Linked DNA regions of Mus musculus: region 2 is linked to region 1. Evidence: chromatin contacts called from public HiCAR-type data. All regions are on one chromosome and are shown on one strand. Each heading gives the region's core, a stretch centred on a gene start, on an enhancer-like site or on the middle of the called end of the contact. The rest is flanking DNA. Distances are from core to core; before and after follow the strand shown.

Region 1 (7,037 bases), core at 576-3,075:
TTTACATGAAATTAAAAGTAGGTCAGAGTGTGTGTCCAGAGGGGAGAGATGTTGTCTGGAGACCTGAGCCGGTCAAGTGACTTACTGTTTAACCCTAAAGTGGACCCCATTGGGGGCTGCCATTTGGCTAAGGAAGAATTTAGCCTTGAGGAGCTAAGAGCCTTGTAGAGAGAGTGAGGGAAAAGGGGGTTGGGAGAGCCATGGTTTGCTTATGGCCTGGAGGTTTGTGTAGAGTTCTGTTTCTGTGTTGTTTCCTATTAGTGGCAACGCTTCTGAGAGCCCTAAGTACTGGAAATGTACAGGTAGATGATTTAGGTCATAGGTTCCTTGACCCCATTGTTCATTATAATTTATTAGAAACTAACCTCTCTTGAAAAAGATGATTGAGAAGCCGGACAGCGGTGGCACACGCCTTTAATCCCAGCACTTGGGAGGCAGGGGCAGGCGGATCTCTGAGTTCGAGGACAGCCAGGGCTACACAGAGAAACCCTGACTCGAAAACAAACAAACAAAATGATTGAGAAAAAAAAAAATCTAGTGGTCAGAGGGCCTAGAGGAAGCAATTCATTTATTTGTTTTTAAGCAGGCTTCATTCTACTCCAGACTGGCCTTGAATTTGTGGCACCCTCCTACCTCAGCCTCCTGAGTGCTGGGGTCACAGGTGTACTTGGCACTCTATAGTGGGTCCTGCCCATGTGTTCCTGCTGGTTCCAGACTTTCATTTCAGCTACAGCTTTCCAATTCATTTCCTTTGCCTCCTTTCGATCTGCTTTCGTATGTATGTATGTATGTATGTATGTGGACAGGAACTCACTGTGCAGCCCTGCTTGCCTGAAGCTAGCTCTGCAGTGCAGGCTGACTTGTAGCTCCTAGCACTCTGCCCTGCCTGCCTGCTGTTGCTGGCGCAGCTACCCCGTTTCTAACTCCCAGAGCAGAGGTATTTTCTTTACTGCCTGTGTCTGCCCAGTGGGCATTTCTACATGTTTATCTTTTGTCTGTCTCCATGTGGGACAATCTGCTAAGATTTTTCCAGGTGGCTCACCGCCTCTGCAGTTCTGTGGATGGGTGATGACCTCATACTGCAGTTGAGGAAATGGACCTAAAAGAAACAACTAGTTAGTTCAGCATCACTTAGTAGATGATAGGGTCAGGATTCGAATCCAGGCCTGTCTTACTCCGAGCTGGGTTGAATTTTCCAGTGAGCCTGGCTGCCCTAGGAGCAGATAAAATGTAGGCCCTGTGGCCTCCTTCCTTCTGGTTAAGTGAGCTGTGCTGTGCCGGCTTCAGCAGTGTGCTGACTGTCCACTCATTCTATGTTAAAGAAACCTGCTTAGCTGTTGGTGTGTAAAGGCTAGTAAGGGAAGAAAAATCCTGTTTTTGCAACTCTGTCTCCTGGGACTTTGTGGCAGGTCTCTTAGGACAGCCACTTGGGCTTAAAAGTGAATCCCAGATTGTTTAAGTCTCGCTCACTTGGCAGTTTTCTGAACTGTGGGGCTGAGGCTGCTGCAGGCAACACTGCTTCTGGTTTCTCAAGTTTTCTTTTCAGTGAGGGGATGGGGGTGGAGTCCACACACGCACAACATTTTCTGTGGCTCGAACAATAACCGACAGCTAGCTGATGTTCCAGATTTGCAAGCGTCTCTCTGCCCTCCTGGGAGAAGGAAATTCTTAGCACTCAGCTGGAGGAGAAATAGCCTTTCAGGTTGCATAGGTGTGTGTGTCCTGAGCAGCCTTTGAGTTTGGGAAGGATCGAGAGTGTGTTAGCCCCACATCCTTTGGAAGCCATGTGTCTTTGATTTCCTGAGGAGATACAGGGAGGAGAGTCTGAAGACAAAACTACAGTGAGTTTCCTGCCCCATTGTCTCCCCTGTGCAACTGATCACAAGGCTAATGTCACTTACAGGAACTGTTAACAGTTATGTTTATTTTTCTAAGGGCTTGACCTTAGCCACTGGAACTTTTAGCTCATCTTTCACCTTTTGTCGGGTCCTTTTCTTTGAAATGATGGTGATTTGGAGGACAGAGCTCTTGGGCTATGTTCTTAGGAGTGAGTCAGATGAGCTCAGACATGTTCAGGGTGGTGTGGTCCTGGCTGATCTGCCCGTCTGTCAAAGGATCCAGGTGTCAGGTATCTTCAGGGGGAAGGTAGGCTTAAAATCTTCAGTTGGAGTTGAGAAAGCAGTTGGGGGAAGGGGAGATTTTATGGAATGTTGATAAGCCTCATTGTGTGTGTGCTAAAGAGAGCCCAACATTCTTGTCAGGACGCATGAGTACTCATGGCCTGGGACTGGAGGGTGGTATATGTTTGGGAAGACCGGAGTTTAGTGTTTGTTTGGTTTTTTTTTTGGGGGGGGGGGGGAGCACATTTACAGCTCGTTACCAAGAAGACTGGGGGCTGTAGAGGATTTCTCTGTTTTTTTTTTTTGTTTGTTTGTTTTTAAGATTTATTTATTTTACGTATGTGAGTACACTGTAGCTGTCAGATACACCAGAAGAGGGCATTAGATCTCATTACAAATAGCTGTGAGCCATCATACGGTTGCTGGGAATTGAACTCAGGACGTCTGGAAGAGCAGAGGGTGCTCTTAACCACTGAGCCACCTCTCCAGTCCTTCCTTTATCCTTGGTGTCAGTCCTAGAAACGAGGGAGGCGGCTCTTAAGCTGGTCGGTCTTCTGAAGGTGGACTCTTACGCAGGGTGCTGTGCTCCTCACGCTGGCCCCACCACTGTGCAGTGCTTTAATCTTGTGTCAGTAGGAGCTGCACCGAGTGGCTACTGAGCGGAACCTGGGTAGAACATTTCTCTGGTTGGTTTAATCGAGCGAGGCGGTGGTGGAAAGGGCAGCGGAGGTGAACTCAGTCATGTAAGATAGTTGCAGCTGGAGGAAGTTGCAGAACACCGTCCCCTCTTTTACGAGCCTGTTTTTCTTTGCCAGCTTGGGAACTTTTTTCAATAAAATTTTTGAAAAACAACAAAAACTCCAGCTAGTTTATTCTTTGTTGTGAGTAATGTAGTAAACGTAAGAGTAAGCGGCTTCCCTGACAGATAGCCTGGTTGCTTTAGACCGAAAACCCATTACAACTGAGGAGAGTTGCTGGTTGGTCCCTGGTCTCAGGAGGTTTTCCCTGAGGCTCTCCTTGATGATCTCTGCAGCACCTCATTCCCTTTACGCTCGTTCCCACCCTTTCCCAGCATGCCCAGGAACTAAATTTAAAGTTCTGCTGACGTGATTCCTGTTTGGTTTCTTTGATGTTTCTCTTCCATGTCAGCAGCTATCTGATTCTTGTCTCTGTGTGAACTCTTTAGAACCAGATGCAGAGGGAGTGGCCCCTTCTGCTGGGAGAGTTACTAGAGTGTTGCCCTGGCAATGCCTCTACCGGGTCTCCACTCTTCCTCATCCTGCCTCTGATGTGCCTTCTCTTTGTATTTTCCTTAGCCTCGGACTATGGCATGAAACTGCCGATCCTGCGCTCCACCCCGGAGGACCAGATCCTATATCAGACAGAGCGGTACAATGAAGAGACCTTTGGCTACGAAGTACCCGTCAAGGAGGAGGGCGACTATGTGCTGGTGTTGAAGTTTGCTGAGGTCTACTTTGCACAGTCTCAGCAGAAGGTGAGGGGTGTTGAGGTTCCTGTTTGGCCAGTAGCACACTGCTGCTTTTGAACAGTTCAGTACTCTGAAGCCATCGTAGAAACCATGAGGATCCTCCCACCCTGGAGAAGCGTCCTCCCCCTGCCCATTGGCTGTACCTGTCTTGGGTCCTTTTAGGAACCTCCTGCTCACTTCCTTCCCAGACTCTCAGCAGCTTGTCCCCTGCGTTGGCGTCCCTGGTTCAGTCTGTCTGCTTTCTCCCTGTAAGGCCAGCATGAAACCTTGGCAGCCAAGGGCCATGGCTGTGTTGGCTCTGGTGGAGGACTACAGTCACCTTGGAGTATGTCCAGAGTCATAATTTAAGTTATGAAGCCCGAGCAGGTACATGTCTGATGTCTTGAGGGGTCTGAAGCTGGTGGTGTTAACAGTGTCTTGTCTTTTACTCTGGGAAGGTGTTTGATGTCCGGTTGAATGGCCATGTGGTGGTGAAGGACTTGGACATCTTTGACCGTGTCGGGCACAGCACGGCCCATGATGAAATCATCCCGATGAGCATCAGGAAGGGGAAGCTGAGTGTGCGGGGGGAGGTGTCCACCTTCACAGGGAAGCTATACATCGAGTTTGTCAAGGTAACGGCGGCTGGGCCTCCTCCTGTGGGAGGGAGGAGAAGATGTGCTGCCTGTGGCCTGACTGTGCCTTCCCTTTTCTAGGGGTACTATGACAATCCCAAAGTCTGTGCACTCTACATCCTGGCTGGGACAGTAGACGGTGAGTTGGAATTTTACCTTCTGCTCCGTGACTTGTGCTGCAGGGTATGCTTGCGGAGTGCTTGCGATAGATAATACAGCTGGTCATTGTTTGGGAAATATTTAAAGCCACATCATAGGGAACTCCCAGTCAAACATACAAGGACAAAGTATCACATGGTTCTGGCCACAAAGGGTTAAAGTCAGGTCTGTGTTCATCCCTGCCTGTTACTGTTTAATCAGCAGTCAGTCTTTGGCAAAATCTTTTTTTTTTCCTCTTGAGATCGAGTCTCTCTAGTCCTGGCTGTCCTGGAACTCACTGTGTAGACCAAGCTGTTGTCCTTTACTCACAGAGATTCTCCTGCCTCAGTCTCCCTAGTGCAGGCAGTAAAGGTGTGCACCCCTACACCCTGCCTCTGGGACAAAGTGGAAACTGCTCTATGAGTTGGGATTAGTGATGACCCCTTTTGGGGTTCCTTCCCCGTTATCTCACTCAGTTAGAATTACCTGAGGACTGGCAGGAAAGTCACCTCTGCTGCTAAGACCGATGACCTGAATATGATCCCAGGAACCACATGATAGACAGAGAACTGATCCCACAACTTGTCCTCTGACCTCCACCATGGCTTGTGTGCATGCATGGGCACACACATACGCACACATGCATGCACAGTAAATGTACTAGAATTACCTGAAATATGTCTTAAGTTCCATTTGTGGTTTGGGCTCTAGTCCTTTGGAGAAAAAGACAAAAATAAGAGTCCCTGTGGGGGGGCTGGTGAGATGGCTCAACAGATAAGAGCACCCGACTGTTCTTCTGAAGGTCCTGAGTTCAATTCCCAGCAACCACATGGTGGCTCACAACCATCCCTAACAAGATCTGGCGCCCTCTTCTGGAGTGTCTGAAGACAGCTACAGTGTACTTACATATAATAAATAAATAAATCTTTAAAAAAAAAAAAAAAAAAAAAAAAAAGAGTCCCTGTGGGTTTGGTTAGGTGCAGCTCCAGTACCTGAGATAACAGGTGGCTCCTTGACCTTGGAGTTCAGCCTTGGTCATCTCTTGCTCAGGGTTTAGATTGCTCTGCTGCAGCCTCCCAGCTGATTTTTGCAGGGAAAACTTGGTATCCTACTGGGTTTTCTCCTCCATCTTCTCTCTGTGCTGTTTCCCATCTTGTCTTGAATACATGGAAAGTCATATCTTTAATTTTTTTAGACTTATTTTATGTGTATAAGTATTTTGTCTGTATGCGTGTACTTGTGCAAGTGTGTTAGTGTGTGTGGGTTGTGTATTCACCACATGTGTAGTATTCTCAGAACTCAGAAGAGAAACTGGAAGTGCGGTTATGCCATGGTGGCTGTAAGCCACCAGCTCGGTGCTGGGGACCGAGCCGAGGTCTTCCAAGAGGAAGAGCAGCCAGTGCTCTCAAGCGTGGGGCCATACCTTCTGCCCGTCCTCTTGTCCTAACACCTTCCCTCCCGCCCAGTGCTGACATGGATCTTCTAGGAAGGTGACACTGTACACCAGGCTCTACTTGGGTTCCTTAGGAGTTAGGACAGAGGTGTGGTGAGGCTGGGAACCAGAGCCTGGTAGGGCAGCCTTCAGTATCTGGATCAGAAGGAAGACGAAGACTTTGAAATAAGTTTTAACTGTCAGATCACTGTCCCTGCCTATTGTGGGCCTCTGGGAGCTTTGAAGAAGTGAGTCAGGAAGGAGAGAGAACCTTCCTTTGGGGAAGGCCCTGTATTGCTTTTTAGGTAAAACCTGAATCTGACTACTGTTCCTGTGTCCTGCTGTTTAGGTTAGAGATCATTTCTACCCCTCCCTGTGGACCTGGTTAGATGACAGAGGTCTCTCTAGTGTGGCCCATTTACGGCTCTGAATGTTCTCATGTAAATGCTCTGGGTCTTAGTGTACTTAAAGGGTTTTTCTTTTTTTCTATTAGATGTACCAAAGCTGCAGCCTCATCCAGGATTGGAAAAGAAAGAAGAGGAGGAGGAGGAGGAGGAATATGATGAGGGGTCTAATCTCAAAAGACAGACCAACAAGAACAGGGTGCAGTCAGGCCCCCGCACGCCTAACCCCTATGCCTCGGACAACAGCAGCCTCATGTTCCCTATCCTGGTGGCCTTCGGAGTGTTCATTCCAACCCTCTTCTGCCTCTGCCGCTTGTGAGAGGACAAATGGCCATCCTCAGCAGGGTGGAGGGAGTGTGCGAGAAACCAGACACTTTGGTTTCTGTAATCTTCACAGTGTTTAGGAAAAGAGAAAACAAATCAAACAGCGCACACACACACACACACACACACACACACACACACACACACAAACACAGACACACATGTGCTCACACACACACGGAAAGAGATAAGAAAAGCAGAGAGAGTGGGGTCACCCCACCAACACAGGTTGCAGAGTGCTCAGTCCTGCTCTGCCTAGCTGGCCCCACCCCAGCTCTCTTTCTCTGGGGTACTTAGGGAGAGGATCCTTCCTCTCCGAGGATCCTCATTATATACCTAGTAGGAAGGACTCTGAACTCAGAGCAGTCACACTTCCTTGGTTTTTTTAGGTTAGACATTAACAAACAGCAGGAAAATGTCACATAACCTGGAAAGACCGCACTGGAGTTGGGTGTGTTCTGAGTTTCTGTCCAGATGTGATTTCAGCAGTCATGGTATTCCAAGTGTGTGTGTGGA
Region 2 (7,069 bases), core at 2,820-5,319, 310 kb before region 1:
GAAGATGGAGGCAAGGATGAAAGAATGGTGTGGTGCTCAGTGCCTCCCACACGCAGGAACAGCCAACAGGAGGGCAATCAGTAAGTAAGTAGGTCTGAGCCGAAGCTGGGTCAGCGCAGGCCAGTGTGGACCAGTTCTGAGTTTGTCTCGCTGTGCCCTTCAGGGCTGTGTTCATAAATGCACAAACATCCTGGATTTCCCTCAGCCCCAGTGTCGGCCCTGCACCTCAGCCTGAGGCTTCTCCCTTCCATGGGTCTGGGACTCCACTTCATCTCTTCTTTCTCTCCACTGCCACTCCTGCCCAGGTCACCAATGGACAAGTGGCCGGAAGCACAAATAGGCTTGCCACTCTCTGAGTCACTTTCTGAGAGTTCCTGGACTGACTGAAATGTTACTATTTATTTAATCCTCTCTCTCTCTCTCTCTCTCTCTCTCTCTCTCTCTCTCTCTCTCTCTCTCTCCCCCTCTTTCTTTTTTTGAGTCTACCTATAGTCCAAGTCTTTTTTTTTTTTTTTTTTTTTTTTGGTTTTTTTGAGACAGGGTTTCTCTGTGTAGCCCTGGCTGTCCTGGAACTCACTTTGTAGACCAGGCTGGCCTCGAACTCAGAAATTCACCTGCCTCTGCCTCCCGAGAGCTGGGATTAAAGGCGTGCTCCATCACGCCCGGTTTATAGTCCAAGTCTTTTTTTTTTTTTTTTTTTTTATTAAAGATTTATTTATTATATGTAAGTACACTGTAGCTGTCTTCAGACACTCCAGAAGAGGGAGTCAGATCTCATTACAGATGGTTGTGAGCCACCATGTGGTTGCTGGGATTTGAACTCTGGACCTTCGGAAGAGCAGTCGGGTGCTCTTACCCACTGAGCCATCTCACCAGCCCCTATAGTCCAAGTCTTAAATTCTCAATCCTCCTGCTTCAGCCTCCTGAATGGCTAGAGAGATCTTGGCCTCGATGCTTCCCCATTAAAGAGGATCTTCCGGTCCACACATCCAAGCAGTGTCTCTACTGTCCCATGTTTTTTTGCTTCATAGTACTTCGGTTTGTGTTTGGACTGACATATGTGTGTGTATGTGTGCATATGTAGGTGGAGGGCAGAGGTCAACATCTGGAATCTTAACTCACTCTCTTATTCTTGACACCGAGTCTCTCAGTGAGCCCGGGGCTTGCCACTTGGCTATGGTGGCTGAGAGCTGGGGGCTTGGCTATGGTGGCTAAGCAGCAAGCCCCGGAGAGCTTCCACCTGTCTCCATCTCTGAAGTCATGGAATTGTAGGGGTGTCGCTGCTGTGCCTGGATTTTTCTGTGGGTGCTAAGGCATCCTAGCTAATGTGTTCCCACTCAGTCGGTAGGACAGGAGGTTCTCAAGAGCAGGTCTCCTGGCTTTCATTCTCCTTAAAGCCTATCACTGTGCTTAACACACGTTGTGGTGTATGTGTGTGTGATATGTATTTGTGTATGGTATGTGTGTGCCTGTGTGTGTGGTGTATGTGTGTGTATTGTGTTATGTGTTGTTTGTGTGTGTTTGTGTATGTCTGTATATGTGTGGTGTATATCTGCTTGCGTGTGTGGTGTGTGTGTCTCTTTGTGTGTATATGTGTGTGTATTGTGTTGTGTGTTGTTTGTGCATATTTGTGTGTGGTGTGTGTTTTGTGTGTGTGGTATATCTGTGTTTGTGTCTATGCAGTGAGTGTATTTGTGTTTGTGTGTGTGTGCATGTGACTCTAGATAAGCCATGAATAAAGTCAGTGAGTGAAGTATGTGCCTGGTACCTAGTAGACACTCCACAAAATTCTGTTGAATGAATGAGCAAACCTGTGCCATGACTGCGCTTGCCCAAAGCACAGGCTTTGCAGAGCAGCTCGTGGAGCAGAGGCCGTCAGCCGCTTGCACAGAGTCCTGCTGCATAAAGAGCACAGAGAACAAGGGACTTTCGGGGTCCCATCTCCTCAGTCACCATGCTGCCTTATCGTCTCACACGTTGTCCAGTTCCATCTTTTCATCTTTCTTCCATTCTCTTTTTTATCTTTTTGAGACAAGGTCTCACTCACTATACTGTCCTGGCTGGCATGAACTCACTCTGTAGACCAGGCTGGTTTTGAATTCACAGTTTCCTGCCTCTGTTTCCCTAGTGCTGGGATTGAAGGCACGCAGCAGCACCTTGCTTGGCCTCCTTTATTCATTCTTTCTGAGACAGGAGCTAACATTGTAAAAATAGGCTGGCCTTGAATTCATGACAATCCTTCTGCCTCAGCCTCTGGAGAGCTAGAATGATGAGTGTGAGCACCACAATGGGGTCTTCCTATGTAAACAAGGCTGACATCAAACTAGAAATCCTCCTGCCTCAGCCTCCTGAGCGTGGAGATCAAGGGCGCGTAAGACCCTGCCCTGCTTACTCTATTTTTGGGCTCATTCTGGCTAACCATTTGTGGGGAGACCCCAGGGACAAAGAAAGGGAGCAGCTGGCTTTTCCCACGATGTGGGTGACCCCTGTGGTGGCAGTAAGTAGGGGCTGTATCCCTAGGTGACACAGCTAGACATATGCTTTACAGAAGCTAGACACAGTCATAACTAACGCACAGAGTGTGCGCGTGTGCGCAAACACATGTGCTTTTGGAACAGGCACACGACGCTTTTATCTCTGAGGCTCAGTCTACAGCCTGATTGCAGGTCTCAATCATTGCTGGGTGAATAGAAACGACTTACGTGCCAACTACAGGTGACTCCGTGCACAGGGCCCAAATCTGTTTCTGTTCACGGAGCTGGGGATGTAATGCCTGTATGCAGATGGTGCCTGAATATGTAAATGAATCAGCTGGGCGTGGTGGCGGTGCACACCTTTAGTCCCAGCACTTGGGAGGCAGAGGCAGGCGGATTTCTGAGTTCGAGGCCAGCCTGGTCTACAAAGTGAGTTCCAGGACAGCCAGGACTATACAAAGAAACCCTATCTCGAAAACCAAAACAAAATAAAACAAAAATTGCAGACTCAAGCCAGGCACAGATGGAATCCTAACACTTCAGAGGCTGAGAGAGGAGGGTCCCAAGGCTGGGCTATACTGTGGAGAGGAGACATCTTGAGCCATATAGCAAGGTCATATCAATAAAATAATAATGATTACTATTGATGGTGATGATGATAAGGGGGTCGGTTGGAGAGATGGCTCAGAAGTCATGAACACTTTCGTTCCTTCCATGGGATTCAGGTCTGGTTCTAGCACCCATATGGCAGGCAGCTCATAGTTATTTACAACTCCAGTGCTACAGGATCTGACCCTTCTTCTGGTCTCTGCAGGCACTGCTCACACAATATATACCATATGTGCAGGCAAAACGCTCAGACACATAATGATATATATATATATATATATCAGGACAGCCAGGACTATACAAAGAAACCCTATCTATATCTATATATAGAGAGAGAGGGTTTCTCTGTGTAGCTCTGACTGTCCTGAAACTTGCTTTGTAGACAAGACTGGCCTCGAACTTACAGAGATCTGCTGGCCTCTGCCTTCTGAGAGCTGGGATTAAAGACATTAGTACTACTTGGGGAAAAAAATTTTTTTTTAAAGAAAAAGAAAAGGAAAAGTTGTTAGGGCACTGGCAAGGCCAAGGAAAGTGGTGCCAGGGCAAGAAGACATCAGAGGCAGAAGGGGGCTTCCTTTGCTTGGGTAGGCAAATGAGGGAGCATTTTCTAAGGGGTCATCTGAGTTCAGACCCAGAGGTCGAAAAGCACCAGCTGTCCTGAACACTGGGGTGAAGAGGAGACCCCAACCCAGAGGCTATTAGACCCTAAGGAGAATGCCAAACAATTCCAGCGTGACCAGTGGGAGGGAGGCATTGGAGAAGAGGGAGACCGTAAGGTGCTCAGAGAGAGGCGACAGAGGGGCCTACCTGTGAGCAGAGCAGCCAGCAGAAGGAGTTTCATCTTCAGAAGGAGTGAGGGGAGAACTCCAGTGACTTCCCTCTTTTATACATGGGGCCCCACGCTCCCAAGATAAGGCTGTTTGCTTTGCTCTTAGCCACTCTGGGCTGGCCTTGGTCTATCGGGGGAACAACACAGAGGGATTTGCCTGTAAGAGAAAATAATGCCACAGATTTGCGCCTGGCACTTCCTCCCCAAGGGGATGGTTTCCAGATCTTGGAATCCTTTACTACTCCCCCTAACCCCATTATGACAAGTCTCAGGTTGCCCTGGAACTCATGGGACATCTTTGAACTCCTCTTTACTTTATTAATTTTTTTTTTGAGACAAGGTTTCTAGCCCAGGCTGGCCTCAATCTTGCTGTGTAGCTGAGGATAGCCTTAAATTTTTTTTTTTTTAGATTTAAAAAAAAATATATTTTTAAAAATGCACTCATTTACGTATGAGTGCTCTGTCCGCAGGTACACCTGTAGTCCAGAAGAGGGCATCAGATCCCTTTTACAGACAGTCATGAGCCACCTTGTAGTTGCTGGGAATTGAACTCAGACCTCTGAAAGAACAGACTGCCTGTTGTAGAAATTACTTTAAATCTCAGCCCGAGGTTTCTTTCTTTCTTTTAGATATTTATTTACTTATTTTTATGTATATGAGTACACTGTAGCTGTACAGATGGTTGTGAGCCTTCATGTGGTTGTTGGGAATTGAATTTTAGGACCTCTGCTCGCTCTGGTCGGCCTCGCTTGCTCTGGCCCAAAGATTTATTTATTATATTATAATAAGTCCACTGTTGCTGTCTTCAGACACCAACATCAGATCTTATTATGGGTGGTTGTGAGCCACCATGTGGTTGCTGGGATTCGAACTCAGTTCGTTCGGGAGTGCAGTTGGTGCTCTTACCCGCTGAGCCATCTCGCCAGCCCCAGGCCCAAGGTTTCTACCCCACCTTAGACCATTTAGACTCCGGAACACACACAACAATAAGCTTCAAGCAGCATAGTTGCTGGGCAGCTGCCTACCCTCTGGGCTATTAGAATCTACCTTCCTATCGATAACCCCGAGTTATTACTTACTATATTTCATCTGGACTGCTCTTATCTCCAATTGGTCAGCCCACGTGGTGACGTTTTCCCTTTTTCCTAACCAAAGATGGCCTCTCCTTCCTCTTCTCCTCTCCTTCTTCTCTGACCCCAAGAGTGGGAAACCTAAACACCTAAACCCCACGTATGTCTCTTCTGCCCAGCTATTGGCTGTCTGCATCTTTATTTACCAATCAGAAATAAGTTGGGGCAGGGTCAGAGGTATTGGGGGCTCGCACTTTGCATTACAATAGACGGGCAAAGATGAAAACCTCAGCACAGCCAGCGCTCTTAAGCGCGATCTATCTCACTAGCTCCCTTGTGTGTGCATGTGAGAGTGCAGACGCCACACAGACCAGAAGAGGGAGTCAGTTACAGGGGTTCTGAGCCACCGACGTGAATGCTGGGAATGGAACTTGGTGCTCTGCCACAGCGGTATGATCTTAACCTGAAGCCTGACCCTGAGCTTCTGATACTCCTGCCTCCTCGCACGGCTCCTTAGCCTAGCTTCAAGGGACCTGGGGCAACTATCCTGTTAGACACCGTAAGAAGTCGGGGAGGAAGGCAGGGTGGAGATGACTCCTGCCTTTGTGTCTGGAATGCTTGGGTTTGCGTGGGGGCGGTGTCATTGAATGGTTCTATCTACCATGCCCTCTACAGATGAGGAAAGGCGTTCAGAGAGGTGAAATAATTTGCCTAAGGTCACAGACTGTGAGTAAGCAAGGCAAGGTTGGTTCATGCTTATGTCTGTCAAACTCCAAGCCACGCATCTTAGTTTCTTCCCACTCTGAAAACATCATATTTTTGCTTCCCAGTGCAGGTTTGTGAGAAAATTTTGGAGATGTGGAATCAGACCAGAATGACTCTTGGAACAGTCAAGGACTTAGCAGTTAATGTATAGTCTGTAAACGCCTACAGACTAGAACTTGGGAACTTTTTTTTTTTTTTTTTTTTTTTTTTTTTTTTTGAGACAGGGTTTCTCTGTATAGCCCTGACTGTCCTGGAACTCACTCTGTAGACCAGGAGACCAGGCTGGCCTCTAATTCAGAAATCTGCCTGCTTCTGCCTCCCAAGTGCTGGGATTAAAGGGGTGAACGAATTTTGTGGGTGAACAAATTCTTTAAATTTCTAGCTTAGTAAGTCTAGCTCAGCTTCCATCACTGCCCTCAGAGTCCTTTTTAAAAAAAATTATTTAATTCTATTGCATGTATTAGTGCTCTGCTGCATATGCATCCACTTGCCTGAAGAGGGCGTCAGATCCCATTACAGATGGTTGTGACCCATCATGTGGTTGCTGGGAATTGAACTCAAGACCTGGAAGAGCAGTCACTGAGCCATCTCATCAGGACCCCTACCCCTACCCCATAGAGTCCCCCCCCCCTTTTTTTTTCTTCGAGACAGGGTTTCTCTGTGTAGCCCTGGTTGTCCTGGAACTCACTTTGTAGACCAGGCTGGTCTCGAACTCAGAAATTCACCTGCCTCTTCCTCCCAAGTGCTGGGATCAAAGGCATGCGCCACCACGCCCGGCTCTTTTTTTTTTTTTTTTTTTTTTTTTAAGACTTATTTATTTATTTATTTATTTATTTATTTATTACTTGTAAGTACACTGTAGCTTGCACCAGAAGAGGGCATCAGATCTCATTATGGGTGGTTGTGAGCCACCACGTGGTTGCTGGGATTTGAACTTCGGACCTTCGGAAGAGCAGTTGGGTGGGTGCTCTTACCCACTGAGCCATCTCACCAGCCCCATAGAGTCCCTTTCATACTCGCTCCCAGCATCATGTGTCTTCCAAGGTCTTGTCTTAGCTGACATCACTCTGCCAATCACCCTGAGTCTGGGAAAGCAGCAAGCCACAGCACACCACCAGTGTTTCTTGGTGCGTTTCTCTCTATGGAGGCTGGACAAATGCAGCTCAGCTATGCAGTGTAAGGGGGACCGAGACGTACATCTTGTTAGTGAGGAATCCTTATCATGTGTCCTCTTACATGCTTGCATTAGCACAGCAGCCCTCTCTCTGGTGTCTGCTTCAGCAAAACGTTCCTTCACAAGTCCGCCTTAGCCTTTCACACCT

What was found. HiCAR-type assays count read pairs that join an accessible place to other places.
Region 2: a contact with region 1 is called in a HiCAR-type map of embryonic stem cells, with 3 times the contacts expected there. The contact joins the promoter of Pla2g1b here to the enhancer-like site in region 1. A contact is called at or near these places in 4 of 39 promoter capture datasets (the SN4741 cell line, cranial neural crest, embryonic stem cells and 1 more), 10 of 115 datasets of contacts at active chromatin or transcription factors (T-cell acute lymphoblastic leukemia, embryonic stem cells, epiblast stem cells and 2 more) and 2 of 9 other capture datasets (embryonic stem cells and liver).

What each region holds. Positions count from the first base shown.
Region 1 is chr5:115,147,394-115,154,430 of GRCm38.p6, reverse strand. It overlaps Mlec (malectin), which reads left to right. Exons shown (of 5, transcript NM_175403.3): 2 at 3,437-3,615; 3 at 4,047-4,223; 4 at 4,305-4,362; 5 at 6,287-7,037. The coding sequence ends at 6,516. Among named protein-coding and RNA genes, the nearest start is that of Mlec, 7.3 kb to the left of the region's middle. Within about 2 kb of position 1,825, at least 66 of the 459 cell types and tissues checked have an H3K27ac peak or open chromatin away from gene starts, as enhancers often do. A contact at or near this core is called in T-cell acute lymphoblastic leukemia and embryonic stem cells, where this site is marked.
Region 2 is chr5:115,463,142-115,470,210 of GRCm38.p6, reverse strand. Pla2g1b (phospholipase A2, group IB, pancreas) reads right to left here and starts at 4,069. Exons shown (of 4, transcript NM_011107.2): 1 at 3,891-4,069. The coding sequence starts at 3,924.